Linked DNA regions of Drosophila melanogaster: region 2 is linked to region 1. The links are chromatin contacts, called in public Hi-C maps. All regions are on one chromosome and are shown on one strand. The core of a region is the stretch at or near the end of the contact, and the rest is flanking DNA. Distances in the headings are between cores, read along the strand shown. Region 1 holds the start of Remo (Remoulade). Region 2 holds the start of CG42271.

The links. Hi-C and Micro-C count contacts between places; a contact is called where the count stands out from the background.
Region 2: a Hi-C map of the Kc167 cell line shows a contact between it and region 1, with 6 times the contacts expected there. The contact joins the promoter of CG42271 here to the promoter of Remo in region 1. A contact is called at or near these places in 18 of 107 Hi-C or Micro-C datasets (the Kc167 cell line, the ML-DmBG3-c2 cell line, the Sg4 cell line and 7 more).

What each region holds. Positions count from the first base shown.
Region 1 is chrX:13,284,440-13,292,367 of dm6, forward strand. Remo (Remoulade) reads left to right here and starts at 3,612. Exons shown (of 3, transcript NM_132642.3): 1 at 3,612-4,186; 2 at 4,253-4,471; 3 at 4,528-7,928. The coding sequence starts at 3,924. It overlaps CG15743, which reads left to right and starts at 1,268. Exons shown (of 2, transcript NM_001298268.1): 1 at 1,268-2,440; 2 at 2,517-3,302. The coding sequence starts at 1,912. The coding sequence ends at 3,055. It overlaps HDAC4 (Histone deacetylase 4), which reads right to left and starts at 1,193. Exons shown (of 14, transcript NM_001272578.2): 1 at 453-1,193.
Region 2 is chrX:14,231,013-14,238,940 of dm6, forward strand. It overlaps CG42271, which reads right to left and starts at 3,054. Exons shown (of 9, transcript NM_206711.3): 1 at 2,760-3,054; 2 at 2,409-2,547; 3 at 2,093-2,251; 4 at 1,729-2,028; 5 at 639-1,154; 6 at 1-229. The coding sequence starts at 2,529. Fbxl4 (F box and leucine-rich-repeat gene 4) reads right to left here and starts at 6,911. Exons shown (of 10, transcript NM_132723.3): 1 at 5,982-6,911; 2 at 5,834-5,927; 3 at 5,495-5,702; 4 at 4,821-5,429; 5 at 4,649-4,758; 6 at 4,432-4,596; 7 at 4,200-4,365; 8 at 3,947-4,138; 9 at 3,813-3,882; 10 at 3,401-3,750. The coding sequence starts at 6,311. The coding sequence ends at 3,685. Dus2 (Dihydrouridine synthase 2) reads left to right here and starts at 6,976. Exons shown (of 3, transcript NM_001298308.1): 1 at 6,976-7,569; 2 at 7,631-7,928. The coding sequence starts at 7,362.

The sequences.
Region 1 (7,928 bases), core at 2,362-4,861:
AGAAGAAACATAGAGTAAAGGAAGAATGAGGAGAGCAGAAGAAGCGAGCACAACATAAACCAGTTCAATGCGCTTTGCGGTGGAGCTTTTATTATTTATTTTTGCTTCATTTTCATTATTTTGTTCTTGTTTTTTTTTTATTTTTTTTTTTGGGTGGCAGCCACATTACAGCAACTTTACTAAGTGAACAAAATCAAATCATCAAATGCAAAGAGTGCGAGCGAGAGAGAGAGCAACAGAAACCGTATGAAGAGAGGGGGGAAGAAGAGAGCGCGAGCACTTCATTTAGCACGCACACACTTGTTACATAAATAACGGCGAATCGAGTGAGGAGCAAGACAGACGAAAAAGAAGTCTGGCTGATCTAATAAGAACATGCTGTGCCTCCTCCCTCTCTCAACGACTGCTAATAAGAATACACGGGGCAAAGACAAACAAACAAACATAAATACCTCTTCCAAGTGGTGCAAACTGCTTACTGCTGCTATTGTTGTTGCTGTATTTTGTATTGTCGCTTTTCCAACTTGTTTCACAAAATGCGAAAAATGATTAACGAAAATATAAAATAAATAACGCACGCTCTCTCGCTCTCACTCTTCGTATGTGTGTGTGTTGATTTATATATATATATACATATATATATATATATACTGAACGATGAATTCACGACTTTTTTAAGTTAATTTTTGTGTAGTTGTTGCTGCTGCTTTTTTGTAGACGTATATTTTTGCGCTTATTTTTTATTCGCCTTCATTCTTTTTACCTTCTTTTGCTTTTCTCTTTCGTTACTTGCTGTTGTTGTTTTTGTCACTTTAGCAGTTTTCGCAGTTTCTTTTTGGTACTAGTACTACGACAACTGCCTCTGCTTTTTTTGCCTCTTCTCCTCATCATCGCTCATTCTCTTTTGCTTGTTGATTCGCCCACAATTTATTCGGTTTTTTTCGCTTCTGCACGCGCACGCACTTTTTTTGTTGTTGTTGTTTAGATGTTACGAAAAAAATTGGAATTTTTGCCGCAGGAAAACAGAAAAAAAAAACAAGAAAATTATTATTTTCGAATTTTTCGGGGTTGTTGTTCTTTGGAAAACGCGCGATTTGCTGTTGGATTGGACTTTCTGGGGCGACGCGACGCAAAAAATACAAATTAATGTTCCGAAATCCACGACTATTAGAGCTGGAACCACATCGATATCTGTTCGATACTATCGATACGGTCGTAGAATTGGAAAATCGATAAGTCTCTTGGAACATCGATTAATATTGCAGCTTGTTGATTTTATTATATCAGTGAACCTAAATAAAAGCACAAAATCAAATTTCTAATATAATTGAGTGTATCGAAAATGGACGGTATAAACTATATATTACTTGGTAATATCGTTTCGTAAATAGTATCAATGATAGCTAAGTATCGATATTTTCGACGACGTTGTGGTCAACATATTCGAATCCTAAGTTTAATGTTAGTACATTAAGTGAACTAAATAATTTAATACCGCTGATCTTCACAATTATTGATCTTAACATAAATTCGCTGTTCCGAATGTATCGATGGCGCCTATCGATTTAATGCCAGCTCTAGTTTGTTATTGTTTGGTTTTGTTTGGGGCTGTTTTTGGGGGAAAAAACGCGCAACGTGGACGTGAAATTGAATAGATCGGCACCGAGCATAGCTCACCTGTGCTCCCCCCTCGCCACAAAGAGCAGAAAGAAACACCTGTGCCCCCGCCCCCGCCGTCCACACCCACCGACGCGCCATCATCAAGTGTTTTTCGTTTCAGTTCTTGCGAGGGTTTTTTCAAGACAGCATCTGGGTTGATCTCAATGTGGTGATCTGGCAAATACGACAGCACACTGATACACGCATAGATAGAATAGAATAGAATATAGTATATAGTCTAGCATATAATAGATGAGCGAAGACAAGATGAACGGACGCTCCATTCGCATCAACCGGCTGCCGGCCACCATTGTGGCCATCCTGCTGACCTTTGTCCTGGTCTACTTCCTCAATTTCCATCAGGAGGAGCGGCCAGCGATCTACGGCATGCTGCGCAGTGAGAATCCCAGCCGCGTCAATCTACGCAAGATGCTAATAGCCGCCATACAGGCCGCCCAGCGTGGCGGTCTCGAGGTACTGGACGTGGCCCGGAGTCGCCAGCTGAAGGAGCGCAGCAAGGGCAAGACGGACGAGGGCGTCAATGATCCCTTCACGGATGCCGACGGCCGGTCACATTGTGTGATGAAGCAGGGCCTGCAGCGAATCTTTCCCCGCGTACAAATCTTCTCCGAGGAGGACAAGGAGCACTGCAAGCAGGCACACGGCTATGATCTAGATCCAACGGTCCTCCACGAGACCGCACAGATACCGGATGTGACCGTAAATGCCCAGGATGTCACTGTTTGGGTAGATCCGTTGGATGCCACCAAGGAGTTCACCGGTGAGGATGGCTTCTTTAGTTATTAATATTATACAATGGCATGTTCTGGAGCTAAATTTCATTTTTCAATCCACAGAGGAGCTATACGAGTACGTGACCACCATGGTGTGCGTGGCAGTGGCCGGAAGGCCCATCATTGGCGTGATCCACAGCCCGTTCAATGGACAAACCGCGTGGGCGTGGGTGGGCAACTCGATGTCTGAGTACCTATCCAATCTGCATCCGCAGCATTCGCCAAACAATCAGGCGCCCATCATTACAGTCTCGCGATCCCACACGGCAGGTGCCAAGGATCTGGCGAGGGGCATCTTTGGCGAGAATGTCAGCCTGCTGACGGCGGCGGGAGCTGGCTACAAGGTGCTCCAGGTGGTGGCCAACAATGCCACCGCCTATTTGCACACGTCGAAGATCAAGAAGTGGGACATTTGCGCCGGCGATGCTATTCTGCACGCATTGGGCGGCACAATGACCACGCTGAACGATCAGTTGATTAACTACGGACCAGAGGAATCGCCAGTCAATACGGAGGGCCTGCTGGCCACCTTGGAGCAGCATGACGAGTACATGGACAAGCTGTCCAAATATCGCGAGGCGCACAATGGCAAGCTGGCGTAGGGTCTGGTCAGCTCCCCTACATTCTAACCCTTCCCGAGGAAATCCCCTCGCCCACATCGTTTAGGCAGCATTCAAAAATAGCTTTAAGTTAAAAGAAGGAAACCTGTTTTTCGTAATCTCAATGTTTGTTTGTGCGTGTGCTTCTTTTTTTTTGCATAATTACGTTGGTTGTGCGGCGGCGCGGCGGGGTCATGAACCCGGACCAAACCAAACCGCCCAGTTGGCTCAAAATAAACTTATTTTAAACTGAACACATGCCCTTCCTAATGACATTAAATGGGTCTAGACTTTACGCCTAAAACGTGTACTTTATATACCCACTAGCTATATACCCACTATAATAGCTAAAAATTGAAAGAATATTACCCTTTTTGTTAGCAATAAGAATTTTTTTTACTTTTTCAATTTGAATTTTTAAATAGTCGAGTTCTACTCCATAATTAGCCGGGTACTTAACCACACCAGCTACCAAGCATAACTATCGATATATCCCACGAGTGCAGTATAATGCACAATTTTTATAGCTTGCGTATTTTTTTTTACAACCGGGCGGTATTATCTATCGATAGTTCGACGGTCACATTTAGCGTACCACTTTTTTGTATAAACTAAAAAAAAAAGCGCAGTGTATTATTGTTGTTGCTTATAATGCGTTTGCTTAAATCGAAAATTGTTAATTAAATGTGCGCTTCCTGCGCCCGGCATGTAATCACTCGCATCGATCCAAATGGGCGGCCAAACGAAAGAGGGGCGTGGAGATCGCCCCCCTTCTCCTTTTCATTCTCCACCTTCATCGTCCAGCAATCCACCGCTGCCCCTCCCCCTTCTCGGATTACTGCTGCTCTTGTTGTTGTTCTTCCCAAATCTGATGCCGACAGCGACGGCGACGTCGACCGCAGCAGAGGGGGGCCAGGCGGTGCAAGTGCAAACGCATCAAGATACGGAGCTCCCCCAAAATCCCGAAACGGGCATTGCGACGGGACAAGGAACAGCGTCATCGTGCCCACGAAAATGCAGCTGCCGGAGCACAGCGGAAAACATACACAGCCTTAAGATTCGCTGCGATGAGCAGCAGATAACCAACTGGCGGGAGTTGGACTTTGGAGAGGATGTGACCAGTATTGTCAGCATGTAAGTGATTCGATAGTTGCCCCCTGTGGTTCCTCTAAAATGCAAATAACTCACTTATATTTATAGCAATGCCAGCAAGAATTCAATTGCACTGATAACCGCCGAGGATTTTCGAAACTTTACGGAACTCAAGCGTCTGGATTTGTCGTTCAATCTGCTCACCGAACTGGACAAAGACACCTTCGGGGATAGTCTGGCGCATTTGGAGAAGCTGAAGCTGGCCGGCAATGCCATTAGCCACATCTATGAGGGCACCTTTGACCAAATGCCCAAGCTTAAGTTGCTGTAAGTTGGATATCCATTCTAATCCTGGCAAAAACAGTGATATCATCTTCTTACAGCGACCTGTCTGGAAATCCCTTGGCCTGCGATTGCGGATTAATTTGGTTGATCGCCTGGTCGAGCAGTCGTGAAGTGCGTCTACAGCCGCCACCAAAATGCGAATCGCCGGGCAACTTTCGTGGTATGCCGCTAAAGAAACTGCGCGTGGGAAAGGATTTCCATTGTGAGACGCTGCTGCAACCGTTGCTCGAGCTAATTCCCAGCCAGAATCAGGTGGCCTTTGAGGGCGATGAGCTGCAGCTCAAGTGCCACGCCCCACGCGTTGCCATTGGTGTGCCCAGGGAGAGCGAGGATCTGCCGACAAAGGCCTATGTGTTCTGGGGTTGGTCCGAGAAGATACGAGCCAAAAACTCCACGGAGGATATTATTTATCAGGATCCCACCAAAGTCTTCGGCGATGTGAATCTAGAGACTCGCCATTCCACGGACTCGGGCATACTGCAATCGATACTGCGCATTGCCAGCCTAACCCAGAATCACACAGGCATGTGGGATTGTACGCTGCGCAGCCAGCAGGCGAATCTATCGCAGGCCATCGTTCTGCATGTGGTAGCCAAGGGGACGCTGTACTGTGAAGCTCGCGTGGTGCACACGAACAAGGGCACCTACCACTGGCCCAGGACGATGCGAGGCGAGACTGTGCTGCAGGAGTGCGTGGAGGAGCCCAGCGATGCCACACAAGCCCGCCGAGCTTCGCATGAGTGCGGACCATCGGGTGAGTGGCTAAATTTGGATACGGAAAGTTGTGTGTACGTCAGCGAGACGACACGCATACTGGAGCAGTTCGCCAAGGTGAATCTTACGCTGACTAAGGGTCAGAATGCGCTGGAGATTGCACGACGTTTGCACAACTTTACGCAAGCGCAGACGCAGCTGAATCGCATACGAGATCCCATGGATTTGGAGTACATTGCACGCACGTTGGTCAAGTACTTGGATCAACTGGAGCAGCCGCAGCAACAGCAAGAGATAAGTCACCTGCTGATGGACATAGTTTCGCAATTGCTTAACCTGCCCGCTCATCTCTTTCGAGCCGCACAATCCGAGCAGGGAACTGGGCAGCGGCTGCTCCACGTGGTGGAATCCTCGGCCATGCGCCTGGCCTTGGCCAGCACACAGGCGGAACCGTTGCCCGCAGAGATGATACCCTGGCGAGGATCGCTTGCCCAGCAGCGTAACCTATTCGTCGAGTTCTTTAACATCAGTTTGGATGCCTTCGTTAGCCTGTCATGCGTTTGGTTGGAGCAAAGTCCTCGAGGCTTCCAATGCAACAGTGCCAACGATACGATACCCATGTACGAGCATGGCGATATCGATGCCGCAATCCAGCTGCCATACAGCGTGATTGGCAATAGCTCAACCACTTTGCCGGCTACAACGACAATCCGAAGTCTCCGCTTGATGATCTCGCTACACAGGAATGGCAAATTGTTGCCAAATCTGCGAGGAAGCCACAATGAATCCCTGTCTTCTGCCATCATAGGAATACTGGCGTACAGCAGCGATGGTGAGGCGCTGCAGTTTCGGGCCGATAACGAGCTAGATCCGGAAGAGGATGTGTACCAGCAAAGGGTTACAGTGATGCTGAGAGCTCATCCGTATCACAATCCACTGAGTGCGCCTCAACCCGCCTGGTGGGATGCGGATGAGCAGCGCTGGGAGACGAGCGTTTGCCAACAGCACTACCAGCATCGCACTCTGGTCATGTTCAGTTGCAGTCGCACCGGATACTATGGCCTGCTGCAGCGCAGCCAGTATTTGAATGATTTCCGTAGCGAGGAGTCGGGCGCACGTTTCCGACATCCACCGGCTGCTGTGTACGCCGGTTGCGGTCTACTCTTCGCCTGCTGCGCCTTCAATGCGGTGACCTTTGCTGTTTTCGGCCGAGCAGTGCGAATCAACAGAGTGCAGCGGCATGCTCTGGTCAACACCTGGTTGGCCCTGGGTGCACTGGCGCTGGCCTTCTCGTTGGGCATCTATCAAACGGCCAGTCAGCCGCAGTGCCGTCTATTGGGATTGCTGATGCACTATCTCGGACTGTGCGTACTACTGTGGGTTTGTGTCAGCCTGAGTAGCATGTACAAGCGATTGACCAAGACGACAACATCCGGTCAGGGACAATGTCCGGGTCAGGATATGGAACCGCAGCGGGAGCGAGAGCGAAAACCCATTCTCGGCATCTATCTGGTGGGCTGGGGCATTGCGCTGCTCATCTGCGGCATTAGCAGTGCTGTTAATCTGGCGGAGTACGCAACCTATGACTATTGTTTCCTGCACAGTTCCACCACACTGAATGCACTACTTGTGCCAGCCGTCATTCTTGTCATTTTCTGCGGCATTTTGGCATTGTGCATCTATTACCAGCTGAGTCAGCAGGCGGTGAATGTGTTGCAACTGCAAATGCAACATCAGCAGAATCGTCAGTATTCGGACAACAATACGCAGGCAACGGAGCACATCGATCTGGATTGGCTGGATGCGAATGGTAGTGCCACCACAGCGGCGATTGGAGGCGGCTCTGGCAATCATGGTGGTCGCAAGGAGCAGGATCACATGCAGGAGCAGTACAGCACGCTGAGCAATCCATTGAGCAGCATTGTAGACGATTTCGAACGCTCGAACTTATCGCATTTGCGTGGTCACTTCATTTTTCTGGTTCTGTATGCCGGCGCCTGGTTGTCCGCCGCTGCCTACGTGAATGGTGGTCAGGAGCTCTATGTGCTATCATTCGCCGGCTGCTGTTCTGTTTTGGGCATTTTCCTGCTAATCTTCTACAACCTGAGCAGAAACGATGCGCGCCAAGCTTGGTCGCAGGGCAGAGATGGACGCAGCATACCCGCCAAACTGGTGACCTACAACAATGGCAGCCAGGCGAGGGGTGCACACCCATCGAGTATGATGCCTGGACCAGGAACGGCAATGATTAGCAACTCCATTGTGGCCTATAAGGCGAATCCGGGACCCGGCAGCTTGTACGAGGCCAACAATTCGGCGGGCTCGCGTTCGAATAGCCAGTGTTCGAGAAGCATGCGCAGCCAGACTAGGAGTCAAACGAGGAGTCAGCAGGAGCAGCTGCTTCAGGCCAACGGAGCAGGTGGCGTTACTATAATCAACAATACCAGCGGTCAGCCAGGAGCAGGCGGTGGTCCAGCGGCTGGCGGAGTTTCTGGCTCAACCGGTGGAGCACCGGTGCCACCGCACAGTCTGAACGCTCTGCTCCATGGCTCCAGTCACGATCTCATACCTTCGGCGGAGATCTTCTACAATCCCAACCAGATTAACGTGGCCCGAAAGTTCTTCAAGAAGCAGAAGCGCCTGGCCAAGCGGAACAACTTCGAGCTGCAGCGCCAGACAATGCCGCAGATGCAGCTCCAGATGCAAATGCAAATGCAGCTCCACA
Region 2 (7,928 bases), core at 1,804-4,303, 950 kb after region 1:
AGCAGCTCCTTCTCGCGCTGTATCCAAATGGAGAGCAGCTGCTGGGGCAGCTGGCAGCAGAGGCGCGACTCCAGCAGCGTCTCCTGCACACTGATGTCCGCACCCAGCGACGAGTGCAGTCGGTATGTGCGCAGGCGGGGATTGGAGCACACCCGTTGCAGGCCACACTGTTGCGGCACAAAGAGGCGGACGCCCAGCTTCGGTGGCAGCGACTGGGTGCGACGATGGGCTGTGGATGGAGGAAGAATATGGTAGTCACTAGGCTAGAGGCATCCAAGAGATACCAACTTGTAACGCCAAATACTTTGGTCATGAAATATTTGATGAAATATCTATCAGTACTTCTCAGATACACAGTACATATTTTCAAGCTCTACAGATACAAGATACAATTTAAATGAAAGAGAGATTTTGAAGCTTACAGATACAAGATACATTAAGTTTTAGGAACTTTTATCGAGCCAAAACCAATGAATGCTTTATCTGGAAACTGGAAAACCTAAATACGATCGCAAAGTGCCACTTTGTATACTTTTCCTTGTCGTTTTCGAAGTGATACTCCAAGAAACCCGAATCCTAAGCACCTATTTCAATGGAACCCTGCTATGCACAAGGTCTATAAGTGCCCCAAATCTCACCTCGTCTGCTGCTCGTTGTGGCTCCACCGGCGCCAGCCGATCCATCGAACAGCTGGGTGCTGGAACGCGGCGGACCATTTCCCGACTGGCCGGGCTCCACGGCAGCGTCGGGTGACCAGGAGGCCAGCGTAATGAAGCCGCACTCGCCGCGCGGCGATGTCAGTGGCAGGCGCAGCCGGCTGGTGTCCTGAATGACGCCCAGGGCCACCTCGGCATGGCCCAGCGGCACGGCGGTGAGCGTCATCCGTTCGCGGACATCGAAGACGCTGAAACGCAGCCGTGTGCTGGCCGACAATCCGGCGCTGCGCTGAAAGCGCATCGTGCACAGGAACTGGGGTGTACGTGTGCGCTCCTGCAGCTCGGTGCGCGCGTGCTCCCGCCACACGCAATCCTCTCCAGCTGTCGGCAGCAGCGAGCACACCACCTGCGGATTGGGCGGTCGCCCCAGCGTGTCCAGGGGCAGGGTATCACAGGAGAGCGCCGTCTCGCAAATGGGCAGCTCCGAGAGATCGAGTTCTGTAAGTAAGAGCAGACCAGGTCAGATTGCAGGCGGGGGAATGCAATGGTTACAGAACGGCAGGTGGCACAGCTAAAGCAGGAGGGGATTGAATAACAAACAACTGGTTAATTTCGTTTAAATTCATTAGCAAAACAAAGTTTATTCCAAGAATAAATTCATAATCACATGGAACGCAATGCAACACCAGCTCCCGATGGGATTACACATAAGTTTACAACATATAAATTCGAAAATGGAGTAATGGAAATCATGGGTTTAGTGCGTTCAATCGATTTCGATTGGATGCAACCGATGCAACAAACGAAAAATGAAATATTAGTTCGATAGCCGAATGTTTGCGATTGAAACGTCTTTGGTTGGACGCGTTGGAATCGAATGAACTCAAACCGGATGTGGTTGCATGGAAGTGAGCGAGAGGTATGTGGTGCAGTGGGTGGAACAGTGACATGGCCAAATATTTGGTTAACAAAACTAAAAAAACAACAACGACCGCCGCGCGTTTTCCGATTGTTTGCGTTTCATTTTGGATTTTCTTATTTGGTTTTTTGGGTTAGAACTGTATAAGATCACCTTCAAACGGCGCCACCACCTCCGTGGGCACGGGCACGGACAACTCCTCCGCCGGCTGGCCGTGCAGCTGTAGCTGCTCCTGCATTTGCTGCTCCAGCGGCATGCCGAGGTCAATGTGATTGCCCATGGAGGATGACGCCCCGCTGCTGGGCTGGCGGCTCTGGCTAACAATCTGTTCCTTTAGCTGGCGTATGAGCGCGTTTAGCTTCTCGCTGGATGCGTGCTCGATGCACTGCACCCAGGCCAGGCGTTCGGCCGACGAACGTGTAATGAAACGTTCCGATGGGCTGTCCTTGAAGTCTGCAACACATAGGCATTTAGTAGTAGTAATCATAGCATAGCATCATTGTGCATTGTTGCCTACCTAAATCGAATACGTAGCCCTCGGAATCACGCTCCTCATTCTGAATGCGCGCACGACAGTTCTCCAGCACCAGGAGGCCGGCCACCGCTGACTTGGGGTCCTTATCCTTGAGGTAGAACAGTAAATTTCCACGCAGTTTACACCAACGTTCAACTCTGACTGTGGGCGGTAGAATTAGGTGCATAAGCCAAGTGCCTGGACAGGATTGGATGTTGTGTGTGGGTGGGTGGGTGGTTGGTTTTGTTCGGTTGTGTGTGTGTTTGCTAATGCATGTGCATGGATGCGAGTGATCAGATGGTAGTGGTGCAATCAATACCTTCGCTAGAGCGCCACAGGAAGCCCTCCTGGCGATCGGTGATGATGAGCAGGCCCTCCTTGTCGAATCGCGTTGCTGGATTGCTGGCCAGGGAGTTCAGTTCCGGCTTGTTAAAGCGCATGGCTGCTTATCGCTGGATCTAATGGATATACACAAATGCCACACAATTGGTGGCCGGACCACTCGTTTAGCAACTCCATAGATGGACGGGCACGCCCGCAAAGCGTCGAATGCTCGGGCCACATCAATAATTCACGGCAATTACACGATGTGTACGTGCTGCTAGGGGGCGTGGCCGGTGGAGGAGGCGGCTCCCTAACTGGGTACACACACACACACACACATACATACCTTCTGCTCCTCCCCCTCTCCTCCTTCTCCACCTTTATTTTTTTTGGTCCTGCGACCTCGTTACTTTGTTGTTATTGTTGTTGTTGCTGCTGCTGCTGCACAGCTGGCTGCCAAACGCCCCGCACTCCGCTGGCACTCACAATCGGGCTACTCCTGGCCAGGAGCTGGGTCATCCGTCGCTCCGAGTGAATCCCCTTGCCCACGATTGCAATTAATACAAGCAACTAATTGAATTTAACAGCTAATTTTGATAAGCGCACTGCGCTACTGTTTCTGATTGGAAAATAAGTTGGAGATGACAGCTGGAGGTGGCAAAATCGGTCGTGAGTATCGAATGGAAGTTCTTGATTTCCAATGTTACGATGAAATGCAAATTTAGTAATGCAACCTATATAATATTTCATTTAAATATATATATATTTATTTATTTCATATTTGATGGCATCTTTATAACAAAAATTATTCTAATTGGAAAATTAGCGCTGAGCAATGCAAGAGTGTGGTCACACTGTTGGCAGAATTTACCGATAGTATCGATGTATACTTATAATCAAAATAAGAAATTGTAATTCTTGCTTAAAATGTTAATGCAAGCAAATGAAATTAATAAATATCCATATAGATTAAAACAAACCAATTTTCATCAATAAACAAGTGCATTTATACGCAACTTTTGTATTATAATTCTCTAATTCTTAGCATTAGTTCAAGTGATTAAAAAATCGCCCAGCTTAATATCAAATGTTTCATATTCATAACAGCATATATATATATAACATTTTACTATAAATGAAGAGGGAGAATGTCACATACAAATATGTGGGATCTAAAAGTACACTTAGCATTGTACTAGGCATAATTAGTGTAGCTACAAGGACTGGATTGTCCCATTTCCGGTTTCAATTACGCCATTTCCGTTTCCGGTTCAGTGACGTCGACTGCTCTTGATGTCCACTTTAAATTGTCGCGACCATTCCGCCAGCAAATCGAACTGAGTAACAAATGGAATTAGCTAAGGAATAGAAGGTGCAATTCCATCGAACATCTACTCACATCCCGATCCATGATGTTGTCACAGAAACTCAAGTCCAGCAACTGCAGCTTGGGACAGTTGACCAGAATGCTGAAATCGAATCGAATTGAATGCTTAATGATCTTAAAGTGATTAAAAAGGAAGAGAGACGTACTCATAAACACGCTCATGCGTTATGTTCAGAATGCCCATGAGGTCAAGCTGCTCCAGATTCTTGCCCAGCGCGGCAATATGCATGAGATCGCGTTCGGTGGTGCCGCGCACCGCCGACAAGAAGAGCTTCTTTAGCTTGGGACAGTTGGACAGCAGCTGGAACAGGCCATCTCCGAGCGATGCCTCCCTCATGCTAAAAGAACAGAACATGTTTAACTTAAGGATTATGCAATTCCATCGCGCATGACACCTACCACCAGCCCAGATCCAGTTCCTCCAGCTGATGGAGACGCGCCAGCGATTGCAATCCTCTGGACGACAGAAAGTGCGCCTTCCACAAATCCAGCGAGATCAGCTGCGTATTGTACGTGGCCAAATGGGCGGCCACATTGTCCATGTTCACCGAGACACCACAAAATGCTTGAGCAATGGGCATCAAATGCAATTGGTTAAACGCAACAAAACTGAAGCTATCTAGAAGCTCACCCAGATTCAGATGCTTTAGCTTGCGATTGCCCTCGAGCATGCTGAGCAGCAGTTCCGTTTCGAAGTACGTTTGAAAGAGATCGAGACGCTCCAGATTCTTGAGATTGGCCAGACAGGAGAAGTTCAACAGCGGCGGTTCAGTGGCACAGTTGCGCAGGCTCAACTCTGCGACGAAATATTAAGTTAAACCTTCGATAAGGATGCGAGAAAAACCCACCTATCAGATTATCACAGACAATGCCCACATTCTCAATGCAGCTGGCATTGAGAAACTTGCAGGAGTTCAGACGCAGGTGGGTTAGATTATCGCCGCGTTGGGTCAGGAATCTGAAACGAGTGTTCGAATTTTAGTTCTAGTAGCTCAGTATGATTTGCTAGCATGTAACCACTTCTTGAACTCGGTGGGCGAGACATTGCCAAAGCCGCCGCACCAGGACAAATCCAACTTGCGCAACATGGTGGCCCGACGCGCCAACGTGCACAACAGCTCCGAGCTGGCCACATCCCAGTAGGGCTTCAGGCTGATCTCGGCATAGAGCAGCGGATGCCTGGAGATGTCGTAGAAGGTGCGCGACACGTGACCCACGCGGAACAGCGACTTCAGGTCCAGGTAGCTGAGTATGCGCAATAGGATCTCGAATGGCAGATCCGTTAGACAGATTTGTGGCGCCGCCGCCTCGCCATCCACACAATTGTCCGCCAGAAACTGACTAAGATCGTTGTTGATGAACTCGTGCAGCTTGGTGGCACCGTCTTCGCCGCAATTCGGCTGGAACTTAAGGGTGCGCAGCTTGTGGCTAATTGATCCGCCACTGCCGTCGCCGGACGTTGAGCCAATAGCATCCGGTGGCGGCGACACTAGCGTCCGGCTGTGCTGCGTAATTTGCTGCTTGGCCAGTAGGTTTTGCGTTTTGGTGACCGTTCGACCGCACAGCATAATGGCATCGATTTCCGTATAGTAATTGAGTCGGCTGTGATTGAAATCGATGCGCAGCGTTCTGCCAAGAAGAGAGTGCGTGCTATATATTCCAGTGTTATGATACCACCATTGTCCACTACTTACTTCGTTAGCATCGTGGTCTTCTTCAGTGACGGCGCAAAGCGACGCGAGTCCAGTGGCGGCGGTCGGGAGAGATCGCTTTCCGTTGCCTCCCACAGGCAGGTCCAGTTTTTGGTCAGGCCGTACGCCCAAATGCGTACAACGGCGCCCGGATTGAAGGTCTCAAAGATGGCCACTTCGGTGGGCACTACAAACTCCTCGAAATAAACAACTGCAAATCGATAATAAATGTTATGATGATGAAATTCTATAGCAATCACAACCTTGCGCAAATTGAGCTAGATATTCTGATGCAAGTGCAAGGGTATGTGATATCCGGCTATCTTGAGCTAGTCATCTTACCAACATAGTCATGTGTTTCCAACTTCGGCAGATTCTGGGGCTGAATCTCACGCGTGGCGGACGGTGCCCGTTGCCACCAGTCGCCGTAGGTGCGCTGCGGGCGAGAGTTGAATGGGTACCGTGTACGGATGCTTCTGCATGGACTCACCATGGGAAAGGTCTCCGGATAATCGCCATAGGCGGGAAATTTCGTTGGCCTGCCAATCACATTGGCCGCCGTATACGAGATGCTGTAATCGATGCCATACTGTGAACTGAAATCGAGCACGCCCAGCACATATTGCTCGAGATAGTAGCCCTGATCGGATTGCGTCGTCTGCATTTTGCTGTCGCAACCGAACCAACCGCCGTAATCGCCGTTCTGCCTTTGCCGCTGCAGCATGGCCGTAAAATCGACCAGTACGTCCGGCTCCGCCTCCGCCGCCGGGCTGTCCGTTTCGCTGGACTCTGCTGGTTCGCCGTAGGCCAGCAGGGACATGGCCAGCGCCAGCTGCCGTGGGCGCTGGCCGTAGGTCAGCCTCAGTGTATCGACCGCCGCCTGCAGGCTGCGCCCCAGTCCCAGTTCCCCAACCGCGTACCAGGGCACGCGTTGGGCATAACCGATGGGCCAGAGTCGCGGGAGCCACTTGTTTCTCCGGTTCCTCGGCTCGTCCTCGCCTGGCTGCTGCCGCTGCCGCTGCTGTCCAAGGATTGCCGCTGCTGTGTCCGGGCAAATTGTGCTCCTCGAGATGATCCGGATATTGAGCTTGGCTGCGCCGTCGACGTGGATCGCCTAGCTATGGTCACGTTGCTGGGCCAGACCTTAATGGCTCTGGCTAGCGATGTTCTCCTAGTTCTTCTGCGCAACTAATCCAATTAATGGCCACTTGCGGAGTCCTCTTTGGTTTGCAGCTTTATTCGCGCCTCGCCTTGTTGCTCTGTTCGCTGTCCGCCGACCTCTGACCTCTGCTGCTTTGTGCTGTGTGTCGCGCTTGGGTGGCAATTCTCTCGAGGATTCGCGGTTATTCAGCAAATTTCTGTGCCAAAACAAAAACAAAAAACTTTTGGCTTGCTTGGTTTAAATGACAAAAACAATACTGCTATCGATAACGAGAAAATCTATCGAAAAATAGACCGTGAATACAGAAGTATATTTTCGAAAATACCAAAACACACCAAGCGAAATTGCTATAAGAACAAAGGAAAGGTATGTATATATATGCAGGATAAATATTAACAATGCCTATATTTTAGCTTGTAAGCAGCTGATTTAAATTTTTGTTTTTAGACATTATAATAATCAACAATATTCAGTAGGCGGAATACAATCAAACAAAAATATGCAAAAATATTCACTAGCACAAATAAATCATATCTGCATAGAATATGCAGTTCTTCAATAATTATTCAATCATATTTATATGGCGTAGAAATAGTACCTTGCATGACGGCTCCACGTGTCGTGCAGTGTCCGCCATGCGCTGACGTGCAGAGGGCCCCAAATTGAACGGCGTGCAACAGCTGAATTCGATTCCCGCGATTCCAATCCATGTTGCGACTGCCGACGATTTTAAGGAAGTCCTTCAGCATGAAGACGCGCCAGAGGCTGGACTACCGCAACAAGCTCATACTGGCGCCAATGGTGCGCGTGGGCACGCTGCCCATGCGACTGTTGGCCCTGGAAATGGGTGCGGACATCGTTTACACCGAGGAGCTGGTGGACATCAAGCTGATCAAGAGCATACGCAGGCCGAACCGTAAGTGGACAGAGCTCCAGCCAACTCAGCATACTTCATCTATTTGCATTATACCTTTTAGCCGCTCTGGGCACGGTGGACTTTGTGGATCCGTCGGATGGCACGATTGTGTTCCGCACCTGCGCCCAGGAAACCTCACGGCTGGTACTACAAATGGGCACCAGCGACGCTGGACGGGCTCTGGCCGTGGGCAAGCTGCTGCAGCGCGACATTTCCGGTCTGGACATAAACATGGGCTGTCCCAAGGAATTCTCCATCAAGGGCGGCATGGGCGCCGCCCTGCTCGCTGATCCCGACAAGGCGGCACACATATTGCGCACTCTGTGCTCCGGCTTGGACATTCCAGTCACCTGCAAAAT